4 separate regions of the Mus musculus genome follow, and all the other regions are linked to region 1. The links are chromatin contacts, called in public HiChIP or PLAC-seq and promoter capture Hi-C maps. All regions are on one chromosome and are shown on one strand. The core of a region is the stretch at or near the end of the contact, and the rest is flanking DNA. Distances in the headings are between cores, read along the strand shown.

What was found. Promoter capture Hi-C pulls out the DNA fragments that hold promoters and counts their contacts. HiChIP or PLAC-seq counts read pairs in DNA pulled down with a chosen protein or histone mark.
Region 2: a contact with region 1 is called in a promoter capture Hi-C map of the HPC-7 cell line, with 4 times the contacts expected there. The contact joins the enhancer-like site here to the promoter of Lins1 in region 1. A contact is called at or near these places in 6 of 39 promoter capture datasets (the 3T3-L1 cell line, the HPC-7 cell line, cranial neural crest and 2 more) and 2 of 115 datasets of contacts at active chromatin or transcription factors (the NIH/3T3 cell line and bone marrow-derived macrophages).
Region 3: a promoter capture Hi-C map of hippocampal neurons shows a contact between it and region 1, with 3 times the contacts expected there. The contact joins the enhancer-like site here to the promoter of Lins1 in region 1. A contact is called at or near these places in 5 of 39 promoter capture datasets (the 3T3-L1 cell line, cranial neural crest, hippocampal neurons and 1 more) and 2 of 115 datasets of contacts at active chromatin or transcription factors (bone marrow-derived macrophages and large pre-B cells).
Region 4: an HNF4G HiChIP or PLAC-seq map of pancreatic cancer cells shows a contact between it and region 1. The contact joins the promoter of Pcsk6 here to the promoter of Lins1 in region 1. A contact is called at or near these places in 2 of 115 datasets of contacts at active chromatin or transcription factors (embryonic stem cells and pancreatic cancer cells).

Annotation. Positions count from the first base shown.
Region 1 is chr7:66,688,534-66,691,337 of GRCm38.p6, forward strand. Lins1 (lines homolog 1) reads left to right here and starts at 1,356. Exons shown (of 8, transcript NM_152815.2): 1 at 1,356-1,490. Asb7 (ankyrin repeat and SOCS box-containing 7) reads right to left here and starts at 1,028. Exons shown (of 6, transcript NM_080443.2): 1 at 567-1,028; 2 at 290-387.
Region 2 is chr7:67,596,176-67,598,979 of GRCm38.p6, forward strand. All of the region lies in intron 5 of Lrrc28 (leucine rich repeat containing 28), which reads right to left. Among named protein-coding and RNA genes, the nearest start is that of Gm23233, 27 kb to the left of the region's middle. Within about 2 kb of position 1,361, at least 30 of the 459 cell types and tissues checked have an H3K27ac peak or open chromatin away from gene starts, as enhancers often do. A contact at or near this core is called in the HPC-7 cell line, where this site is marked.
Region 3 is chr7:67,563,785-67,566,588 of GRCm38.p6, forward strand. The region is part of intron 5 of Lrrc28 (leucine rich repeat containing 28); the gene reads right to left. Among named protein-coding and RNA genes, the nearest start is that of Gm23233, 5.5 kb to the right of the region's middle. Within about 2 kb of position 1,452, at least 23 of the 459 cell types and tissues checked have an H3K27ac peak or open chromatin away from gene starts, as enhancers often do.
Region 4 is chr7:65,860,810-65,863,613 of GRCm38.p6, forward strand. It overlaps Pcsk6 (proprotein convertase subtilisin/kexin type 6), which reads left to right and starts at 1,327. Exons shown (of 22, transcript NM_011048.1): 1 at 1,327-1,634. The coding sequence starts at 1,362. It overlaps Gm20684 (predicted gene 20684), which reads right to left and starts at 1,233. Exons shown (of 3, transcript NR_169041.1): 1 at 1,036-1,233; 2 at 181-428.

The DNA of each region.
Region 1 (2,804 bases), core at 106-2,605:
CGGGGAACTACAAAAAGGTCTCCAAGCCTCCGAGCAGAGTACATGACACAGTATACCAAAAGATAATGCAAAACACGGAAACGCTCTGATCAGGTCCCAGAAGACGTTTCTGGGCTAGAGAAGTTACTGGGGTGTTAAGGACCAGGCATGGGCAGTGCTTCTGGTTTTGCTAGGAAACTAGGATCTAAGAAAGCTTGCATTCCCAGGCAACCACCCTGGAAATAAAGCGTTACTTAATGAGGTAGGGGCCAGGAGTAAACAATGGGGGAAGGGAGGTCTGCCTCTTTACCTTTCAAGAGGATGCTGGTCCAAAGCACTCTGTTTATTGCTCCTCTGGTGGGTGGCCAGACCCCTTCTACTCGCGAGTGTCCTCCAGCAAGCTCAAACCTGGAAAACAGAAACCGATCAGTGGTGCAGTGATCCAGGGGCGAGGAGAGGGCTCTGAGGATGGGGGAGCTTAGCAAAGGCTGGAGGGTGGCAAGGGCAGGCAGGCTAGAGCAGGGCTTCTCCCCCAACCCCCACCCAGCCAGCCCCCTCCCCTCAAGGGAGGAAGAAACTGACTTTACCTGTGTCCTCAGTTGCAGCTCCTCTCTCTCCTTTCAGCCTCCTGCACATTCACCAACTTCTCCATTGAAGAAACACCCCAGGCAGGGCCGGACACCGTGTTCCTGATCCTCCTGGGTGCTTCACGGCCCCAACCCAGAGAGCATCCAGATAGTCGATCAGGCTGGGGGTGGCGGTCTTGGCCTCGGAGCAGCCTCCGGGAAGGGGCGCTGGGAGGAAGTGCCGGCTGGGTGGGGGGGGGGGGGGGCAGTCCCGGTCCAGGGGCTCAGACCAAGGGTCTGCCGCGCGCCGGGCCGGAGGCTTTCAGCTACCGAGGGACTCAAGAGGTCTGGGGACAGAGAGACCCTAAGTCATACCAGGTCCGAAGTGTCAGCAGCAGGGTGTCCCGACAGGGGGCTTTCGGGATGCACTTTGCACTGGGCCACCCCCGCCCCCTCCTTCCAGCACTTTGGGGTCACTGGGATGGGACCAAGCCTTCGACAGCCAATCAGCTGCCGCACTGGAGCCTGCGCTCCAAGCCGTAAACCAGATCCGCGGTGGGTGGGGGTTGGGGTAGGGGGTGGGGGCGACTTGGTTGGTTGGTTGCTTCCTTCTCCTCACACAGATGCCCCCACCCCCTGGCTGTCGTAAAGCTGCCCGCGGATTCGCGACAGTTAGAGGAGGCGGGCTAATAGAGGCTGGGACTTGTCTCCGATTGGTCGCTCTCCCTTCGTCCCCTCCGCTTCCCCGCAGCGGTTCTCCAGGCTCCACCCCCAGCCTGGAGACTCTAAGCGGTTGCTAAGAGACACTGTACTACGAATGGGGCTTCTACGCCTGCTGAGGGAGGGGCCGGCAAGGCCTTCCGTGGAGTACGGTGGCCTGGAGTAGGCAGCTGTGGGCACGAGTGGCCGGGCGATGGCTGCGTGGCCCGGCGGGATGGCAGCCAGGTAAGCAGGAGCCCAGGTTGAGCTGGGTGGCTGGAGCGACACGTGCGTGGCAGGCTGAGCGACGGGGGAGGCGACAGGGCCGAGAGCAGGCGATGAGGGCCCCTACTCGTCGTCGCTCTGCGGTGCTTCTTGGAAGCGAGTGGCGATGTTTGGTGCATCTGTCGGTCTCTGAGACCCGGTTAGCTTCCAGGCTGCCTCGCCCAGCCTGCGAGAGAGCACGCTCTTTGGGATCGCGAGGCTGGTTCAAGGGCTTGCCTGCGAGGATAGCGACCCTAGTGGTTTCTTGTGAATGAAAAGAGCCGGGGGAGGGGGGCGCAGAGTGGGCACATTGATACATTGTTTAAATGCATTGATTCTTTTAGCAAGTGTCTACTGGGTTGACACTACTCTAGTTGTTGGGGAGACTTTGTGAACTTTTCTTTCCTTTCTTTCTTTTCTTTCTTTTTTTTTCTTTTATCTTAACAAGAGAAGATGAAACTGCAGAATGATTAGGGAAAAAAAAAAACCCACAAAGTAATGGAATACAGTTTGACTAGGATGCGCTAGACTCTTAGATTGTGAGCCAGGTCTCCCAGAGAATGACATTTATGCTCTGTGAATGACAAAAAAAACTAGCCAACAAAGATCTGAGGGAAGGCCTTTACAAGCAGTTAATCTGAAGTGCAAAGCCTTTGGTACTTTAATAAGTTTAGGGGAACTGTGACTGAGTAAGGGGAAGAAAGATGGAAATGAGATTAGGGGGTGTGGGCAGACTGCAGATTTTGCAGGAATGTATAGGTCATGCCAGAATGATTCCCGTTTCTATGTTTTGCATTGATCACATAATAGAGAAAGCTGTTATGGGAATTGGATTCCTGGGGATGATGTAACCTATTGCGATATTTTGTTGCAGGTGGGAGTCAGTGTTCGATTTGCCTCTGGGTCTTTTTTTTTCTAGGCTGATACTCGTAGAAAAAGTATTCCTTTGATGTCTTCCACAGGAGTAACTTCTTTTTTTTTTTTTTTTTTTTTTTTGGGATTATTCAGACTTAAAAAGAGATTCTTTTTTTTTTATTTTTTTCATTTTTTATTAGGTATTTAGCTCATTTACATTTCCAATGCTATACCAAAAGTCCCCCATACCCACCCACCCCCACTCCCCTACCCACCCACTCCCCCTAGGAGTAACTTCTTATGTGGACAGACTAACTTCGCTAATTCCTAGAAAAGGTTATAAGTAAGAATAAGGGTTTGATGTGGTACCAAAACTGAAATATCTTGAAGACAATAATACTATGGCTTTGACAGGGAGTTTTGGGCTGGGCTGTCTATTCC
Region 2 (2,804 bases), core at 111-2,610, 910 kb after region 1:
AACTCATAAGCAGTCAATCCCGTAGAGGCTGCTTGGTAGGAAAAGCAGTAGTAAACCCCCAGAGAGCAGCCTCCTGGCAGCCATCTAAGTGGTGCATTGAGTTGATTTTGGACTAGTTAATAAATAGGGGCCACAGCCCAACTCACTGTCCAAATGGCTAGCTAGAAACTAAGACAAGTTCACACTCTCCTCAGCCTGAGAGGTCTAATGTGGGAAATTCAGAATGGAAAGTGCAATTTAAAGTTTCATGGGGAAAGTAATGCATATACAAGGAGTTCTATCCACCCTGGGCCCTAGTTTTGCAATAACCAAAACCAAGAGATAACAATCAGGCTCTGGGGAAATAAGCAGGCTTTAGACAACCTGCAGCAAGAATGGAGGAAATGTGTCTATCTACCAAGTTAACAGCTGACTACTTCCTTCCTGGGCGATCCCAGAATTGTCTTAAAATTATTATTATTTTTTTTAAATTTTGAAGCCCAGTTTCAAATCTTGTCAACTTCTTTAAAACTCCCTAAGAGATCATCAATCTTAGAATTGATGATGCATTAAATGGCAAATCCATGTGCATTAAGAGAAAAATATCCAAAAAAGGATCAAGCCCTATTGCCTTGAGAAAACAACTTTGGCATTTTCCGGCACTAATGTAAAGATAAGTTTCCTATGATGACATATTTTCAAAGAAACACTTTCCTATTTACTGCATGGTGTAAACTATTGTTAAATGTATTGTTACATTCTATCACTGCTGAGAGTTATTTGCACTATAATAAAGGAATTTTCTACAAGATTAAAAAAAATAATTTGAATAGCAATTAAGCATGCATTAAAATCAACTGTGTTCCCTGTTAAGTTTCAAACCCAGGACAAACAGTTGAGGTGTCTATTTAACTTATCCAAGCAGACCTGGCCTCAGCTTCTGCCAGCATCTCTGAGTTCCTACCAGTTACAGGGCAGGGCTGTCATACCCTGCCCTCTAGCCCCACCCCATGCTCTTCCCTATATGACACAGCCATTTTGCTTATATGCCCCTTTTGTGTCTTAGGCCTCCTGGCTGCTATACCTCCTTCCCCTCTCTCCCTCCTTCCTTGTTCTCACCCTCCCCCCAACCCCCGGTTCCACACATGGCCCAGCTCAGTCTGGTCATATCCACTCTGGACTTCCCCAGTGTCCCTGCCTCTGGCTATGCTCTCCCACATATCTATAATAAACTTTCTCCTCCACCATTCCTAGGAACAGTCATGGCCTTTCCAATTTTTTTTTCCATTCATTTCCCACTGAGACCAATGAATGCTGCCTTGTAAGAGATAAATACTTCATTAATAAAATTTACTTCATAATAACCCAACTCCAATGTTGACAAACAGACAGCTGGCCTCCTCACACATAACAAGAAAGACTAGAATAGTTTGATTTAACAGAGAAGAGCAGCAGGCCAAGAGACTCAAGTTCTAAGATTCTTCTCACAAACTCAGAGGCAACTGACTGCTGCAGGGCCACCCAGGACTCACTGTGTAGACTTGGTTAGCCTGCCTCTGTCTTCCAGTATGTATCACAAGACCAGGCATCCAGAGCAAAGTGTTAGTGATCAAAACCCAGTGATACTCCTGGTACAGGTCAGACAAGAGCACAACATCATCCAGCCTCTGTGCAAGGCATCAGACATGAGAAATAGCCATGGGAGTCGGGATGGTGGACTCCGTTAAATCCCAGCACTCTGAAGGCAGAGGCAGGCAGATCTCTGAGCTCAAGGCCAGCCTGGTCTACAGAATTCCAGGACAGCCAGGGATACTTAGAGAAACCTGTCTTGAAGAACAACAACAAACAATCACTGAGTAAAACTAGCAACTAATGTCCACATATTACTTATGAGACATTAAAGATCCAAGTACGAAAGCCAACTTTGGAAAAGGAAACTTTCATTTTGTGTGTGTGTGTGTTTTAACAAAACAGACCTGGAGTGTGTGGCAGCAGCTTAGGTGAGTGCCTTTAAATAGTCAGGGATTTGTGAAGTGCAGAGCACATGTAACTTAAGCTGTGTTTTCCTCAAATCCCCAAGCATCCATTTGCTTTAAGAAACCCACGCTTCCTGGCTGGGCGCCTGCATACCAAACCTGCCAGGTCTTGAATAGTTTTAGTTCTGTTACTAAATTAGGAAACTAAAGTAGGCAATGTCTGGGCCAACAACAAACTAAAAAGGCTCAGCATCATTAGCCTGCAAGTCTTCTTAAAAGCCAGGTCATTAGAAGATATTTAATTTTTAATTAGAGATACCAAAGTAATTTAGCCTAATAAGGAGCAATACTAGAAATAATTAAATGAAGACAAAAAAGAAAAAAGAAAGAAAAAATTAAAGAAAAAAAAAAAGAGAGAAACCCAAGCATTTAACAGAGTATTCTTTAGAAACAACCTTCATCCCTGTGTTGGAAATAAACCAGCCCTTGAGGCTCAAAGACGCAATGGCGGATGCTAAAATGTGTTTCAGAAGCAACAGAGAGGCAGGTGAAGTTCATCACAGCTTTACAAAGACAGAGGGGGGAGAGAGGGGGAAGACAGGAGGAAGAGAGGAGGAAGAGAGGGGGGAGAGATGGGGGAGAGATGGGGGAGAGAGGGGGGAGAGAGGAGGAAGAGAGGGGGGGAGAGATGGGGGAGAGAGGGGGGGGGAGAATGAATGAATGAGAATATTCAGCTTAGGAAGTAGCCAGGGAGGCTTGAAAAACACAGAATGATTTCATGAAAATAGTCACTTTAATAAGACAAAAATATGAAGAGAACATATATAATTTTCCTCATCCCAACCTTTA
Region 3 (2,804 bases), core at 202-2,701, 880 kb after region 1:
GTAAATACAACTATATAAATAACTGTACTAAGTGTAAACTGAGCCAGGTGTAGTGGCATTTGCCTTTAATCTCAGTACTTTGGAGGGAGAGGAAGGTAGACCTCTGAGTTTGAGGCTAGCCTGGTCTACAGAGCAAATTCTAGGACAGCCAACGCTATACAGAGAAACTCTGTTTTGAAAAACAAAAAAATGAAAAAGGAAATTAAAAAAGCCAATCAAATGTATAAGGATGTTAGACTGCCTCTCAAATTCTAGCCATCGACAAATACCAGGCCAGACCCCTCCATCCGTTCAGCCTGGGCAGCTTGGATTTAAGAGGGCATTTCAGTCCAACAAAAAGGCTTCTAAACAAGTTTAAGACCAGAGAGGAAAGAGGGGCCTCTGTGAGTGCTGGGTACTCCAGAGGTGCCCTTGGTGGAAGGGTCATTGGTCCTAGCAGGAAGGGAGACCCAGCAAGGTCATTCTTAGACCCTGGGTCTAGTCCAGTAGCTAGAAAAAGGGACCAAGTGGCCATAAAGTCTCAGCCACTTTGATGGGGCTTTTCCACTGGGACCCTGTTGTCAAGCCCTTGGCCTCCACCTTACCAGGTGCCATTTCTTCTCAGAAGGCCACTGCCCAGGGCCCCAGGCCGCCCCTTATGGCCAGAGACCGGTTAAAGCCCCCCTAGTTCCTCCTTGTGAATAGAACTTCCTCTGCCCTAGCCCTTACAGTAGTGTAGAAGGCCACCCCCGCACCCCCAACCCTGCTCGTGTAGAATTGCCTATAGTATAGTGTGGTGTGCTTTTACGTCATGGCAAGTGGGCAGCGGTCAGTGGGCTGTGCACAGCCGTCTGTCCTTTGAATCTCAATCTGCCTGCTCGGCCCGTGCTGTGTTCTGTGCTGTGTCCATAAGCTGCTGCGACCCCTCCCGGTACTGACTTCTCTATAAAAGCTTCTCTTCGCATAGTCACGTAGCTCCTGCCCATCCCCCTTTGGATATCTCTCCAAAGTTTTATACTCTTTTATATGGCTTTTTGCTTTGAAATTTAAAAATAAAAAAGACACGATATCTATAAGAAGCACACTTTAGATTCGAAGGCACAGCTATGCTTTAAGTCAAAGGAGGAAAAAGCACAGTAGCAAACAACAACCACAGAGAAATGAGGTTAATTTTCTAATTATCTATCTATTATAGGATATGAGTTCCTTTAAGAGATAGAGGAATATTTCATAATCGTTAAATGATCATTAATTCAGGAGAAATCAAACAATAATTACAAGTATACAGATACATAATGAAAACTCAAAATGAAGGGACAAAAACGTCACAAGTGAGAAGAAAAAGTATCATTTCAACGATGACAAGGGAGCATGTGACACACCACTGTCACCAACCCACAGAGCCACAGCTCATGAGAATGGCAGGGATACAGTCGACTCAAGCTTTGCCATCAAGCAAACTGCTCTTTTGACACCCTAGCAACCACACCAGAAAACACACTCTGTTTGAGCACATGATGCACTATCCAGGGCTAACAAGGCACTACACCATTAAGTATGTCTCATATTTAACAGGACTGAAATCATACAGAGGAGGGACTCTGACCAAATGGGCATTAAAGTAGAAAGAAATCTGGGAAATCCCCCAAATACTTGAGAATTAAGCAACATATTTCTAAATAACCAACAAGTAAAAGAAATTGGAAAGAAAATTAGAAAATATTTTTGAGCAAATGAAAACAATCCAGACAAAATGCCCAGAGTGACAGGAGGGTAACAGGGGCATGGCAGAGGGTGGCTAGAGCTTGGCAGCTCTCACTAGGAAAGCTCCAGACGTGCTCCCGAAGCTCCCATCACGAGACAATGGAGGAAAAGGAATGAACACTAACCATGGGATAAGTGCGGAGGGCAAACTAAAGCTGCAACAATGAAGGAGAAAGCTCAAAACCGGAAACTCAATGGAAACAAGAGTCAGCTCTTAAAACACGACAAAGCTTAGGCAGGACACACACTGCGTGTGCTCTCAGTTGTCATTACCTGGGAAAGTCTAAACTCCTGAGCTAGAAAACAGACCACGGACTGATTGACAGAGCCTGAGGGGTGGACTCAGGCTGGCTTGCATACAAAGAATATAAAAAGATTCTGGGAAGGAGAGGCACTAAAAATCTCATACACCTGACTGGATCCTAGAAGACAGAGTTTTCCGTATGTTAAAAAACAAACAAATCCCAAGAATTATCTTAATTTTCTTTATAAAGTTAACTTTATTATAACTGTTATGCAAATAATACAAATGCTTATTAAAGCAAAATTTTAAAATTCATATACTGATTTTCTGAACATTTTAAATCAGTACAATAGTTATTCTGAGTATAAATTCAAATAATTTAGTTTAGCTGCTTTTATTTCAATGAAAAAGACTGGTAATTTTCTAAAAGAAAGTTATTTTTTAAAGTCTTTTTGCTCTGTCCTTATCATGTGTTGTATGTGTATATACATTCACAAGTGCCTTCCTCAGTTGGTTTGAGTTTTTGAGGCAAGGGCTCTTACTGAACCTGGAGCTCACAGGCTCAGACAGACTGGCTGGCCAGGGAGTCTCAAGAGGTGGAGCTCCTGTCTCCAAGACCCCAGCAGTAGGGCTACAGATGGATGCTGCCACCCTTGTCTTTTTATGAGACAGCTGGGATTTGAACTCAGGGCTTCATGCTTACGTGGTAGGTCCTTTACTGGGTAAGCCAGTCCCGCAGCTCCCGCTTTATCATTCTTGATATTGAAAGGGTTTATAATGAAAGTGATTTAAACTAATAACTTTAATATTTTCAAAA
Region 4 (2,804 bases), core at 77-2,576, 830 kb before region 1:
CCAAGGACTCCTGAGAGGGATGTTGGAAAAGACTTCAGTTGGCCCTCTGTCTCTCTCTCTGTCTCTCTCTCTCTGTCTCTCTGTCTCTCTGTCTCTCTCTCTCTCTCCTGTATCCCCTAGCATGTCTGTCTGTCTGATCTGCCTGGCTATAGACTCAGGCAAGTGAATTCCATACAGTACCAGTCTGGGAGCCAGGTGCTCTTGGAACCTGAGCGTTGGTGAGGTAGCTTCTTTTGTGACTCAAGGCCTTCTCTGCCTTGTTTTGCTGTCTTCGGTTTCCTGGTCCCCCTCTTGTATTAATCAGGCTGAAGGTTTGCTTTCTGTATGAGGCCAGTTGGGACCAATGGGCCGTCCGAGGCTTGCAGCCATCCCAGCCTCTCATTGCATCTTCACAGTATGAACGAGTCCCCGGTTTCTCCAGGCTGTTCCTGGAGGGAGGGGTGAGGATGAGTCAACTTACATTCACACTGACTGGTCCTAGCTCAGTGGGTACTTTTAAGAGTGTACACCATCTACTGAATACCAAGCACGTGGCAGGCCCTGGGCTCATCAAAACAAACATTACTGTCAGCTGATTGCAAAGGAAGAGCTGACATCCTCAAAACAGCCCGATGGATGGATAGATGCTATTGTTATCCGCATCTTACAAGCCCAGCAAGAACAGAAAGGGGCCCAACATCATACAGATGCTAAGTGGTCAGCTAAGGAGTTCACCTGTACAACCTTCCTAGCAAAGCCTCAGCCCTGTATGGACGCTGTGTCCTCAATACTCTCATAGACTCCAGCTAAGTTTGCCACATGCCCTTTGCCCATGCAATGTGGTCTTGAGGTTGGGCCAGATCCTGGGACACCCCAGTGTTTTCCTGGCATCGTTTTCCCCTGAAGATCCTGCACATTTGCATGTTCACTGCCACAGCTAAGTTGAGCAAGGCTGCCTAGCCTTGGGGACCCCAGCAGGTGAGTTCAGCCTCCAGGGGCGCAACCGGTAGGAAGGTGCCGCTCTAAGTCAACTCCTCCGGGATATGGGGAACTCACGTGGGATGCCCAGAGCCCTCCCGGCTTCTAGCAGAACGCGCGGAGCCCAGGCTGCCACTCCGGGCAGCGCCGTGTTCCGAGAGACCCGAAGTCTCGAGCCTCCCCTGCGCCGGCCCCCGGCTGCTGGCGGGCCGGGAGACTGCCGCACGAGCGCGGGCCCAGGGGCGCCACCGGGCCGCGCGGGCGGGAACGCGCCGCGGCGGCCTCCTCCTCCCCGGCTCCCGCCCGCGGCGGCGGCGCTTCCCCGGCGCGGAGCGGCTTTAAAAGGCGGCTCCCCACCCCCCGGCGCACTCGCCGCTCGGGCGCCGCGCGAGCCTGCCGCTGCCATGCCTCCGCGCGCGCCGCCAGCGCCCGGGCCCCGGCCGCCGCCCCGGGCCGCCGATGTCGCGCGGGGCGCAGGGGCCGCCGGCCGGCACGGACTCCCGCCGCTCGCGCTGCGCCCCTGGCGTTGGCTGCTTCTGCTCGCGCTGCCCGCCGCCTGCTCCGCGCTGCCGCCGCCGCGCCCCGTCTACACCAACCACTGGGCAGTGCAAGTGCTGGGCGGCCCCGGCGCGGCGGACCGCGTGGCTGCGGCGCACGGCTACCTCAACTTGGGCCAGGTGAGTACGGCCGGCCCCGCGCGCCCCAAACTTTCCCGGCCGCCGGCGGCCACGCGCGAGGGGGCGCCTTGCCAAGCCCGCGGCCAGCGGCGCCGCGTGGGAAGGCGACCCGTATCGCTGGGGACGGCGGGGGCTTCTTGCGGGGACTCTCTGGGAGAGCCGTGGGACACTCGGCGGGAAGGACGTGGTAGGCTGCGTGGACGGTCACGCGGGAGGGCCCGAGGCCGTGGGTCCCCAGGCGATGTCGCCGAGCATTCGCACTCGGAAGTGTGTGGCCTCGGAAGCCCAGGTCGGGCGCCTACACCTGCCCAGCCGCGTTCGAGTGGGCGCCTAAGGGGTCGCTGCGCTCTGCCCACCCGCGCCATCATCATCGTGTACCTATTTCCCTGTGGCCTTCGAGCCTTAGCTCCGTCTCGGGCCACTCTGCCCTCGACGGGTCGCCCGGAGCTCTGGGCTCCCGTTCGTGCGCCAAGGCAGTCAGGCGCTGGTTGGGCGATGTGAGCATGACCCGGGCAACTCAGGGACTGGCTTTCCCTCTGTGTGGTGCGCTGGTGCCTGTGTCCAGAAGTCAGGTTTGGGTCAGGGTGCAAGCAGGACCCAGAAGCTGCAGGTTGGTTGTAGGCTGAACTCTGCACTTGAAACCTCTCTAGGCAAAGACATGGATTGCTTTGCTTTGGGCTCTGGATGCAGCTGGAAAGGCAGCTGTCTGCCCACTAGCTGCATGACCTTGGACATGTCATTTCTTGACTTGCTCATCCGTAAGGGTGGCGACTTTGTACTGCCTGAGGTTGTTGAGATGAGCCGGGAGTGTTCAGAAGCAAGGCACTACTCATGGGATGCCCATTCTCTCACCCCTGGTGGTATAAGCTGGCTGTCATTTATACCAAGAGAAGCCGAGATAGGGCACTAGGTCCGCGCAGCTCCCAAGGACTGCCAATGCAGGGTGCCTTTCCATATTGCAGCCCCGCAGAGGGGCAATGGGGGCAGGTTGATTCCGGTTTATGGTCCGTGGAGGGACCTCAGCAGGTTCAAAATGTGCAGTCCCACCAGGAGAGCTCTCAGCACCTTAACAGATCCATAAACTACACACTCTGGAGAATCAAGTGAAATGAAGGGAGGGTGGCCTTGTAACTCAAACTGCAGTAGCAGACAGTGTTAAATAGCAGACAG